Linked DNA regions of Rattus norvegicus: all the other regions are linked to region 1. Evidence: chromatin contacts called from public Hi-C data. All regions are on one chromosome and are shown on one strand. The core of a region is the stretch at or near the end of the contact, and the rest is flanking DNA. Distances in the headings are between cores, read along the strand shown.

Region 1 (3,836 bases), core at 860-3,359:
GTTCTCCTGTACTGTTCTGAGGCTCATTCTCCTCTATTCACTCAGCATTGACATATGTTATCTCTGTTCTCTCTTTCACTGAAAGCTGCTTTAGGGATCAATCTGATGAATTAGGTATAAATGACTACTGTTAAGGTTTAAAACATTACTTTTCCTAGGATTATGGCTTTGCTCTAGAGAAATAAAGCCGAGGGAATAAATGCAACAGACAGAATTTCAGGTGAGTTATGGCAACTTTTAGTCTGGGTGGTAGTTACAGTAGTCCCCAGCAGGAATTTACATTAAAAAAAGGCTAGGACCAGAGCAAGTTTTAACCTAGAGATGGGGTTTCATGTTATTTAGGCTGGGGTTAGGTTTATTTCAATCTATTGTACTACTCCCTTTCTTGCATGGTGCTGGGAATCAAACCCAGGGCATGGATTCTACTACTGAGCTACGTAGGGAATCACATCTAACAGGGTGTAAATCTACAGGATGCAGTAGTACTGGAATCCCAGGAGTCAACTGAGTTCTCACTGGATTGGAAGTTGCTTCATCCAGGACACTTCAGGATAGTGACCCTTTGATCACAGCCTTGCCACTGAGCTCTGATCAAACTCCAGACATTTTCTGAAGATGGTGTAAGACTTTCTCATGTCCGATGAAACGGTCTGTACAAATACATTGTTTTGTTCTTTTTTTAAAAATACACACTGGTTAAGATCCCTGTCAGTGTAAGTTAGATTCCCAAATTGAAATTACTAGATCTGCCATTCCCAGGGCTGTTGTCAAATGTTTTCAGAGGCCTGATACCACTGTCCTCTGTGCTAAGAATCTTATGTTCGTGTTAATACTAGCAGTTTTGGGGGTAGCTAAAATGCTTCCACTTCGATTCAAAATGACTTGAATATCTTTGGAGTTATTCCAAGTATTCGTCTCTGGCGTAGAACTCACTTTAGTAAATAATTCTTTGGTGGACTTCGTGAACTCATTCCCTTGGATGCAAGCCAAAACTCATCTGTAAGGCATATAGCTTTTTATTCAAAGTTGGTGATGAATAATTATCTCTGGGCTACAGACGGAAGTACTGAACCAGTGGCTTGAAGGACCCAGAGGCTAATTACCATCCCTGTGCATAGTTAATACAGAAGAGTGGGGGTGGACGATGGTTTGCCCAGAATCTATTCCATTCCCTCGGGTAAAACAAGGATGTTCTGTCTGCTAACATACTTAAAGCAGTAACTGTAAAAACGGCAATGTTATGGTTGAAGCTTTCTAAGCCATATGTGTTGACAGAATGCTTAAGTCTCTCTCTGCAATAAACGCAAACCCTGCCAGGCAGAACTACCAGGGCCAGCGCGACTGAACGACTGCACGCCCGAAAGCGTAGGGGCTGGAAGGCTGCGCAGCGCTCGGAGTGCATCCAATGTTTCCTCTAACAAAGGCACCGTCTTGAGGCAATTTCGCGGGCCCCGCTCCCCTTCCCAGCACCAGCTTTGTCTCCTCGGAGGGGCCCCAGGCGCGTCGCCGCTTCCAGCAAGCTCGGAGGCCGGCCCGGCGTGGAAAGAAGCTGCACGGAGCCGCGGCCGTGGTTTCCTGCAACCTGAGCGTGCCATTAGAGGATGTCGGAGTGCTGCGGCTGAAAGAGATACCTGCTGCCTGGAAATCGGGGCTGCACTTGAACAACCTCTTTGCACCAATTACGATCGTACAAAGAAACTCGATCGGCCGGGGCGGCGGAGGCCTCGCGGGGTCGTACGGGGGAGCTCGGCGGGCCCGGCCTCGGGGGGCGGGCCTCCCGTCGCGCGCCTCCCAGCCAGCCCGCGGCCCCCGGCCCGCGCCCCCCGCCGCCGACGTCGGGCGCGTAGACCCCGTGCGCGCTGACTGGCTCGCGCCGGCCTTCGCCCGGCTGTGGGCGGTTGGGGCGCCCCCGCGGGAGGCCGCCCCGCCCCCGCCGCCGCCGCCGCCCCCGCCGCCGCCGCCGCCGCCGCCGCGCGCAGCCTCGGCCCCCTAGCCGCCGGGGCGGTGGCGCTGTTGCCGCCGCGGCCTGTGAGGCAGAAACTCCCTCCACCCCGGTCCGGCCCGGGTCCGCCTCCTCCTTTCTCTCCTCCGCCTCGCCTCCCCTCTCCGTCTCCCGCTCGAGTGAAGGTGGCGCGGCGGCGCGCGACGCAGCCTCGGCCCCTGGCGCGGGCCCGCGAGCTCCTGAGGAGACCGCGCCACCGCGGCTGCGGGGAAGGAGAACCGGGGAGAGCGCAGGGACTGCGGCGGGGAGACTGGAGGGTTAGAGCGGGAGTGGCAGAGACCGGGCCGGCCGGTCGGACTGCCCGACCGACGGTCGCCTTCCAGCCTGCGCGGCCGGTCGGCTCCGGCTCGGGGCGGCGGGGGCCGGACGGGCGCAGGGTGCGGCCGGCGCACTCGAGACAATACCCGCGCGGCGCGGCTGTGGGGGCGGAGGCCTAGTGCGGCCCAGGCCAGCGGAGCTCCGCGTCCTCGCCCCCGTGGGCCGCGCAAGGTCCCGCGGCTCGGGGCGGGCGCCGTCCCCTCCCCCTCGGCGGCGCGCCGCCCCGGGGTTCCGGGTTCCCGGGCACCGAGCTGGATCCTGCTTTTCACCCAGGCAGGAAGTGAGTTTCGCACGGCAATTCCGGGCGGTGTCACGAGTGAAAAGTTTTTTCCTTCGGCGGAGAACCTAGACGAGGCTGGGAAACTCCTGACAGAAGTCGCAAGCAGGAAGCCAGCCCGCACCCCAGCCCCCACCGAAGCAGCCGCGCTGCTGCGGGCGGCAGCTCCACATCCGCCTAGTCCTCGCGGGAGCCTCGGCGGGGCCCGGAGCCACTGAGGAAGGGCAGGAAACCATGTCAAGCCGAGCCTCGGGACGGCTGCCCTGAGACACCCGGAGAGGTAATTTTTTTTTTACGGGAAGCGTCCAGCCAAGTTCGTGGGCCGGAAGCGACGGTACTTTAGTCTACCTCGCTCTGCCCGAGTTGTCTGACTTCTTTCTCCCTGGTCGGAATGCCTTGTCGTTTTAGCAACTGAATAGTAAAACTGATTTACCCCCTTGCCCCGTCTACCGTCTGGATTCCTTTCTTTTTAAGATGGGGTTGTAAGAATGTGGTGGGACGAAAAGTTTTTCAGCCGTCGGAAGAAAGAGTTCCTTTGTTGAGCATAAGGGCCAGAAGTTTTAGTGTTCCGGGACGTATACAATGTATATCAAGTTGCTGAGTCTGGCAACTTTTGTTTCGGAAGAAAGTTAAGTCTCGCTGCGGGGAGAGACTGATTCGCTCTCACTGAGATGGCTGCCACATTTGTTTATGTTGGTGTGGATTGTTTTGGTTTTCGCGTTAATCCTACATGGAGGTCGTTTTAAGGCACGTCTTTTTCTTTGGACTTAAGAAACTGCCTGCCTGCCATTCTCGATTGCTTTTTCTGGACGGCCAAGGAACTACTTGTAGTAAGTCATGCCTTCTTTTCAGTCCGTAGCTTACAGTGCTTGTTTGGTTACCTGATTGAGGACGAGCAGCTGCTAAATTTTTCTTGAAACTGGCGTTCTAGGAAGCAGAATGTCGTAAAGAGTATGGATAGAGACGGAGAAGGATATGGCTACCAAACCAAAACAAAACCCAAACACCTGCAAGAAGTTGATTAGTCAGGACTTGTATGCCGTTCCGATTAGGAACAACATTGGAAGGGAAGAGAAATAAAATCCTTAAGATTTTCAGGAGAGTCACATTGTGCGAAAAAGTGGCGCTGTTTTGCAGATGTATGGTCCTCATATTTTTTCGTGTTGGCCCATCTGGTTTTGTTTGGTTCTGCCTAATAAGTGATAGGTACAGACTGTGCGGGCAGGAATTCGTGAAGCA
Region 2 (3,836 bases), core at 554-3,053, 200 kb before region 1:
CTCACATAAAACAAGGGTAAAAGCCTCTCATCCTCCAAAGCCCCATTTGCTAGAGCTCAGTAACGGTTTAATTACTCAGATTTTTTTTTTTAAATGTGGTGTCATTGCAATGACTAAGGTTTTTCGTGTGTTCAGAATGAGATCCTCTGCTATTGGGAAAAAGAGGGGGAAAACCTTTGAAGTATGAATTTGAACTTAAAACATCAGCTTTGTTACATAGTAGCAATTCTGCTGCTTAAACAATCAAGCCTCCTACTCCGGTCAATGGGAGTAATGTTTCTATGATGAAAAGCTTCCCTAAAACATGAATGACATACTCCTGACAGTAACTTTTTTATTTTTCAATCAATAGTCCTACTTCTTATGAGTTAAAACAAGCCTCAGAAAATGGGAACAACACATCTAGTTAAGCCTCTCAACCAAATATTCTGATTTTGTTATTAAAATCACAAGCTTTGGGCTGTAACCATTTTAATATTTCTTTACAACGATAACACAAAGAATAGGTGCCTACCTTCCAAACTTTCTTGTTCATCAGAAGTGTAAGCATCCATCTGGCTTTGTTCCCGCAAGAAACGAATAACTGCATAAACTAGGGGCTTCACAGATGACATTTTAGATGCCTAAATACCTCCTTGATTAAAAAAGAAGGAAATATCAAGGGTCATCCACTCTTGCTAAAAGCAATAAAAGCAAAAATATTCATTACCTTGATGACTTTACTCTCTTTAAAGCCTCAAGAAAGCACAAGTTGTTACAATAATGTATTCCACATGTTCATCCAAACCCAGCTCTACTAAGCTATGTTAAAGCTTGCATCAGTAAAATAGACAGATTTTCAGAACATGGGTAGCAAAGCCTAGAGCTCACCGTGTCTTAACAATGTATATGACATAGATACAAAAAGTATAGTTGTGCAGACATATGGAGAATCACCCTTGAAAGGCCTCACTTCTGAGTTGAGGGAGATTTCGTACTGCTGACTCAGAATGTGAGCCACAATGAGCATCTTTATTCCAAGAGATTTTTTTAAATGTATTAATCATTTATACTCCACTACTTTTGTAGGTTGAGAGTTACTTGCTGACAACAAGGCTCTGTGGAAAGGTTATTCAACCATTGAGGGTTATTGTTAAAAACCGGCGTTTCTATTTAGTCAGCACACCGCTCAGAAATCACCACCTAACCCGACAGATAGTACAAACCGATCTGCCCCTGCCTGCAGTAGCTGTGCTCTCGTGGACAAGCTGGAAGCTCCTGACCGCGTTCATTCACATGGAATACTATGCATCCAAACAGTGGCGCAGGGCCAGGTGGCATTAATGGCTTATTTCCACTCAATCGTATCAGCAATCTGCTCCCCGGGATCCCTAATTCACAGCCAGGGTGTGGTACCCGCCGCTAGGATGTTTATTAGCTTTGTACTTCTTTTAAAGGAGAATCCAGTCTCTAGGCCAAAGAGGTTATTACACGTACTGAGACTAAGGAAGGACCCGAGGCAAAAGAAGGAAACAGAATGGGGGATGGAGGGGGGAGCTGTCCAACCTCCTCCAAGCTTCCCCTCCTACATCTCCAATCACATCCACCTCCCACCCCCATGGTTCCCCCACTGCCGAACCCCGGCTTTTCCTCAGCCCAGACCGTGTTTGCAGGGGGCGCACGGTGCAGGCCTCCAACTGGGGCTGCGGGAGACTCACCCTTTCCAGATAGAAACCCCCTTACCAGCTAAGAGAGCACGAGATGACGGCTGCGGGCCCGGGGGCGTCGGGAAGCGGGTCCGCCTGCCCCCGCGGTCCTCGGAGCTTGAGGGGTGCTCAGGATCGCAGATGGGGCCACGTCTCCCAAACTTCCCCGGCTCCAACGCTGCCGCCGCCCCCTCAGCCCACCCGGCTGCTCGCTAGGCTCTCGGACCACAGGGCTTGCTGGATCCGCCCCAGGGGCGGAGCGGGGCACGGAGGGGTGGGGTGGAGGCGGGGCAGGGTGAGGGGCGGGGCGAGGGACTCGGGGCGGGGCCGCCCCGGGGACGGAGCCGGATGCGGGGCGGGGCGAGGGGCGGGGCCACGGCGTAGGCGTGGGCCTGAAGCACGTGGGAGGGCGCTGGCAGGACTGACGGCCTCCGTCTCGAGATCTGGTCTCCTCGGCTTGGCCCACTCCTGGCTTCCGGGCCCGCAGACACCACCGCCTGCCTCCTGCACCTACAAGCGGGAGGACGACGCGCCAGCTGCTGCCGGCCTCCCGGCGTGCCCATGATCACCCTGTGCCTTTCGACTCTGCGAGGCCTCCACAGGTACTCCAGTGGGCGGGTTAATCTTGATCGTGGGCAGGGTGGGGTCGTGTGTCCGCGAATGGCGTGGGGCCTGGTATAGCCCTACTACACCCACCCGTGATGCCCCTAGGACTGTCCTTTCCCTCTGCCTGCTTGATGGACTCCGTAGGGACACCTGGTGCTGCAACCTGGGGCCACCTTTCCCTTCCCTCAGGAGGCCATCCTTTCCCCTTTGTTTGAGATTGCTTCAGCCGCAGTCTGTGAGAGTGGTGGTTGAGAGACCCAACCCAAAAAATAGGGAAGGATAGGCCGACGCGCCCTTCAGAACTGCAGACCTGATATAGAAAGTGCCGCAGCTGTGGACTCCAGAAATAAAGCATTTCCGCATGCACCTCATGCACTTGTTAGCGGTCCAAGCGTTTAGTATACACCCGAGACCGCTGTGGTTTTGGTACTTATTTCCGTCCTTGCTTTCTAACTTCGTTTTTATTTCCCTCCTTCCTTAAAACATTCGGTCTCTTAACCTGGCAAATTGACTTGGCCCAGAATTGTTGCTTGGACACGGTTCGGGGTATCCTAGGCCGCTGCTTTGAACTGCTTCTTAGCGCTCTAACCACACCCCTCTGTAACAGACCAGTAGCAAAATGGTGAGAGAATTAAATTCTTTGCACGGATATGCCGGTTTTCGGGAACAAAGCCGCCATCACCCCCTGTTGCCAAATCTGCCTTACACTGAAAATGAAAGTTCACTGTTTTGAACCGTCAGCATTTCTGCTTTTCGTGATTTTCTGTTGTGCTTTGCCACTCATCTGCGTGGATCTTTGTGTTCCTTAGTGCACCCAGGGGACAATAGTGATTCTGAAGAGGTCACCTGATGCCTGTGACTATGATTTGAGCAGGCTTTGTTGTTTTCTGGTCCTCAGGCTGGAAGTGGTAGAGCTGTCAAATGAAGCTATCCCTGGAAATGAAGTTCTGTTTTTCACTCACTGGAAAAGCAAGAAGAGAGAATAGATTTCCATTATAAAGCAGCTAGCTTCTCTTATCTTAACTTTTTAATGCTGAGCCCCCTTTACCTTTAAAAGAAATTGCTGAAAACCTAGGAACATTAATTTTGTTCTTGCTGATTATATCTACCAATAGTTAACCATATGTAATTAAAACTGAAACGTTCATAAGAGATTAATGTTCATTGAATAGTAGTAATAAATAGATTATATGCATATTTTTCCATTTATCTTCTCAGTGGATGCTGGAGTGAATTAATACAAAATAGCTTGATTACCACATATACCTGTACATTTAAGCTATTTTTCCATTTATCTTCTCAGTGGATGCTGGAGTGAATTAATACAAAATAGCTTGATTACCACATATACCTGTACATTTAAGCTATTTCTCCATTTATTTTGCTTTTTTTTTTTTTTTTGCTTTTTTTTTCGGAGCTGGGGACCGAACCCAGGGCCTTGCACTTGCTAGGCAAGCACTCTACCATTGAGCTAAATCCCCAACTCCTCTCCATTTTATTTTGATTTAAAAGGAAAAATCTTACTGCACATTCATATATACATAG
Region 3 (3,836 bases), core at 525-3,024, 190 kb before region 1:
CCATTGTAAAAATACTCAGATAAATATAGAAACCAAACAAGTTCTTGCATACATTTTCAATCATAAATTATGTGATAACCTCCCCAGCAGGCTTCAGCACCGTCCGCTCCTGACCCATCTCTTACATACAGCACTTCCTCCCCCAGTTGTTTTTATCCACCACTATTTAAATTTCAGCATAACTATTTTGGTCTGTGGCACTAAGAAAGAAAATCATTTTTCAAAACCACATAACCACAGTGCCATTGTCACATGTGAAAACAAACACTTACAGCAATTGAATCCATATTCATCACCATTCATCAGTCAAACGCTCGTGCACAGAGGACATATTCCAAACAGCATCCAAGAGTAAGGAATGCACAGGAGAGGAGAACTAGTCTCCTGAGGAGTTACTAAGCATTCCAAGTCTGAGACGTGTACCCCACCACATGACAGTTAGATGTGCCAGTACCAATTCATTTATGTGGAATGGCTTTCCTGAAGTAGGCTGCATGTCCCTGTGGCCAGGCCTTGCCTGATAAATTATTAAGACACTTTTTACTAGAAAAACTGCTTGCTCTGGTGCTCTGTGGTCCAGGCCACCTTCTCGTGGGCCACTTACTGAACATAAGATAGAAATCTTTTCATGTTTGTTTATATTAAATGTCTAGAGCCTGTGATCAAGACTGTATCATAGACAAAATAAGAGAAAATCAGGCAATTATCTTGTTACTTATTTCTTAGAACCTGAGTTTTTCTCTTTAATTTATTATAATTTTAAAATATGAACTAATATGGAAGTTCTCTTTTTCAATCAACAACTGTCTCACATATTTTCTTGCATTTCATAGTCTTTTTTATATGACCATAAGTAGTTTCTAACATTTTTTTTATTCTCATGGTTTTTAGAAAAGATAATTTCAAAGAATCTCTTAATTATTTATAATAAAGTTTGAAAACAAACTTTTCTATTAAATTACAAATCCAAACTAATATTATTAATAAACTATCACCTATTAAAAAAATCAAAATCGGGGTTGGGGATTTAGCTCAGTGGTAGAGCGCTTGCCTAGGAAGCGCAAGGCCCTGGGTTCGGTCCCCAGCTCCGAAAAAAAGAAAAGAAAAAAAAATCAAAATCAACTTTTAAAGGGTTGAAACCCACCCTTGTCCATTTCTGCGGGAACGTTTGTGTGCTGCGCTCTACTTGTAAGTCCTTCCTAAAGAGGACGTGCACGCTCTGCTGCAGCAGGGGAAAGTGTTTTCACAGCACTTTTACTATCAAAGACCAAGGGAGCGATGGAGTTGGGGGAAGATCAAGACTGGCTAGAGGTACAGCTCCGAGTGGAGAGCTTGCCTAGTACACACAGGCCTCATTCACTCCCTGACACTTCAGAGGAGCAAAAGAGACCAAGCTCCAACTCTTAAAGTTACAGTATCCATTCTAGTCAGAGAATGTGATATACACTTGTTATAACAATAATGCTCAATGACAGAAGATGATGCGGCTGGGCATGAGGTCGCACACCTGTAACCACAGTACTCTGGGGCTGGAGGATTCCTGGGCCGTAGATCCAGACAGTGTCTCCCCATCACTGACAGACTAACAGAAATGTGACGGTGCCTTTGGGTTTATCAGGCGTCTCAGAATGAATGCCGGCATCAGGGTTGTGACCTTTGCTATGTTACCTTGATAAGAGAACTTTGAAACTCAATGTTTTCATGGTTTTTTCCCTAGTGCTGCCTGCCAGCCGCTTTTACCAGCTCCAAACAGTTCCTCTTCTATGCCAGCAGGTGGAAGCAGGAGCCGGGGAATGGCGGTGCCCTGCCTGCACTGCCCTGCTCTTCTGTGTGCCCCACTCCTCCTGGCACTGTTCTGATGGAGTCTGCCACTCCATTCCTGCTCTCCAGCCATTTGTCTGTGGCTCCATTACACTCTGAGATGGATACATGAAGGTCGTTGTCTCTTGTCGGTGTTGGTTTACTCCGTCACTGCAAAGCGCATGCTATACCCTGTGGTAGAATTAGAAAGAAAACATGTTTCTCCCCTGAGCCGGGTAGCAGCAGCAGATCAGACAGCCTTGCTCATGTATCTCCAGGAGAGCGTGCCTTCCTGGGTGCTAGTGACACTTTGGTATTCACACAGGTGGGAATTTACCTAATAGTAGGTACTGTGCCAGATACTCCATAGGGGGTTTAATTTTAAAATGAGGGCTTTTCCCCTAGGAAAAAAATTTTTTAAGAAAGGGATGTTTTATTTTGAAAAATATCATTACCAAATACATAGGTCAAATAAGCAGCTAGCATACAGATCCTAAACGGTCACAGAATTGTCCGTTAGAAGCAGCCAATGTGAGTAGCGTTTGCAGACTTAGAAGGTCCTCTGTAAATGCTGTTCAGAATGAAACTGGGATACTATAGGTCGATCCTGTTAGCTGTTTACCCACAGCAAATGATGATAAAAGTGTTATTTTATACAAGAGATGTAAAAAGAGAAAACCGAACTCTGGGGTTCTGTCCGTAGAGCAAGAGAGACGAACTTTAATTTCTTTCCAGAGTTAGCAGCTACCACCTTTTAATGTTGTTAAAAACACTGACTTTATTTTATGCGTTCTTGTGTGTGTCTGCGTATGTACATGTGCAGCACATGCAGTAAGGAGATCGGAGGGAGCCAGGGGATTGGCACCCCTGGAACTGGAGTTACAATTGTGTGCCACATTTGGGTGCTGAGGTCTAGACCTAGATCTCCATAAGAGCAGTAGCCACTCTCAACCACAGAGCCATTCTCCAGTCCCAGCTTTAGTAGAACCCAGCCTGTCCATCATCACAACCCACTGTATATCTGAAATGTCCAACCAATGCCCTGATGTGCATCCCCACCATGAGCTTTCTGAAACTATCTCTTAGAGGACCTCTGTTGAGTCCTATGTGAAAAGTAAATGTCTGTCTGTCTGTCTCCTTTGGTAGTTTGAGCAAGAGTTGCTGCATCATGGGAGCTCATTCTTACTGGTAGTTTATTGATTTCTAAGAACATGGACAGAAGCTTGCAAAGGGCAGCTGTCCGGGGCCCCCGCTGGAGTCGGTTTACCCTTAACCGAAAGCCGCTCAGGCCAAGACAGCCTGCTCTTCCTGGCTGGATGGAGGCTAAAGTGGGACTCTCCTCCTCAGTCCTGGCTGCAGTCCTTTGGGAAGGGCAGAGGTGACACATCAGACAACTAGTGTATATTTCTGCCCTTTAGCTTACTATTCTCTCCCTACTTAAAAGCAGGACGGTGCCCTAGTGAGGAGTTTGACATTTCCCTTCTGTGGGCTGTGGTTGCAGCATTCGTAGAGCAGAGTCAGGGGTGAGGCTCTTAATTTCTGTCCTGCAAAATGGAGTTGGTAAATACCCACCATTTAGCTTGTTGGGAAAATTAAATAAGAAGTTGCTTGTAAACCTATAACACAGTGTCTGTCTCTTAACAAATACGGAAGTTAATGGTACACTTCAGTCTGTATGGCCAGTTGAAAACTCAGTCAGACATTCTTGAGGATAAAACTTTATACCTGCTGCCATTGAGATGTCTGTGGGTGTGGAAGCCCTGAGAGGGGAAGGAGCAAAATGGAGAGAGAGAGAGAGAGAGAGAGAGAGAGAGAGAGAGAGAGAGAGAGACTGACTGACTGACTGACTGACTGACCAGGTTCAGCATCAGGATGAGTGAAGGATGAGATGCCACAAGAGGGACAGAGAAGTGTTTGGGGCACTGAGGAAATGGACCAGGGCTGTGTAGCTCAGGGATACAGAACCCACAGCACACACAGGCCCTTGGTTTGATCACCAGTACTGAAAAGGGATTAGACAATGACAGTAACTAATT

What was found. Hi-C and Micro-C count contacts between places; a contact is called where the count stands out from the background.
Region 2: a Hi-C map of Schwann cells shows a contact between it and region 1, with 2.9 times the contacts expected there. The contact joins the promoter of Sgtb here to the promoter of Erbin in region 1. A contact is called at or near these places in 3 of 12 Hi-C or Micro-C datasets (Schwann cells, mammary epithelial cells and psoas muscle) and 1 of 1 datasets of contacts at active chromatin or transcription factors (oligodendrocytes).
Region 3: a Hi-C map of liver shows a contact between it and region 1, with 2.2 times the contacts expected there. The contact joins the enhancer-like site here to the promoter of Erbin in region 1. A contact is called at or near these places in 1 of 12 Hi-C or Micro-C datasets (liver) and 1 of 1 datasets of contacts at active chromatin or transcription factors (oligodendrocytes).

What each region holds. Positions count from the first base shown.
Region 1 is chr2:36,760,426-36,764,261 of GRCr8, reverse strand. It overlaps Erbin (erbb2 interacting protein), which reads left to right and starts at 2,109. Exons shown (of 26, transcript NM_001427815.1): 1 at 2,109-2,877.
Region 2 is chr2:36,964,948-36,968,783 of GRCr8, reverse strand. Sgtb (small glutamine rich tetratricopeptide repeat co-chaperone beta) reads right to left here and starts at 1,803. Exons shown (of 11, transcript NM_181629.3): 1 at 1,723-1,803; 2 at 515-634. The coding sequence starts at 614. Nln (neurolysin) reads left to right here and starts at 2,212. Exons shown (of 13, transcript NM_053970.2): 1 at 2,212-2,287. The coding sequence starts at 2,247.
Region 3 is chr2:36,945,214-36,949,049 of GRCr8, reverse strand. The region is part of intron 1 of Nln (neurolysin); the gene reads left to right. Among named protein-coding and RNA genes, the nearest start is that of Nln, 19 kb to the left of the region's middle. Within about 2 kb of position 1,774, at least 8 of the 93 cell types and tissues checked have an H3K27ac peak or open chromatin away from gene starts, as enhancers often do. A contact at or near this core is called in liver, where this site is marked.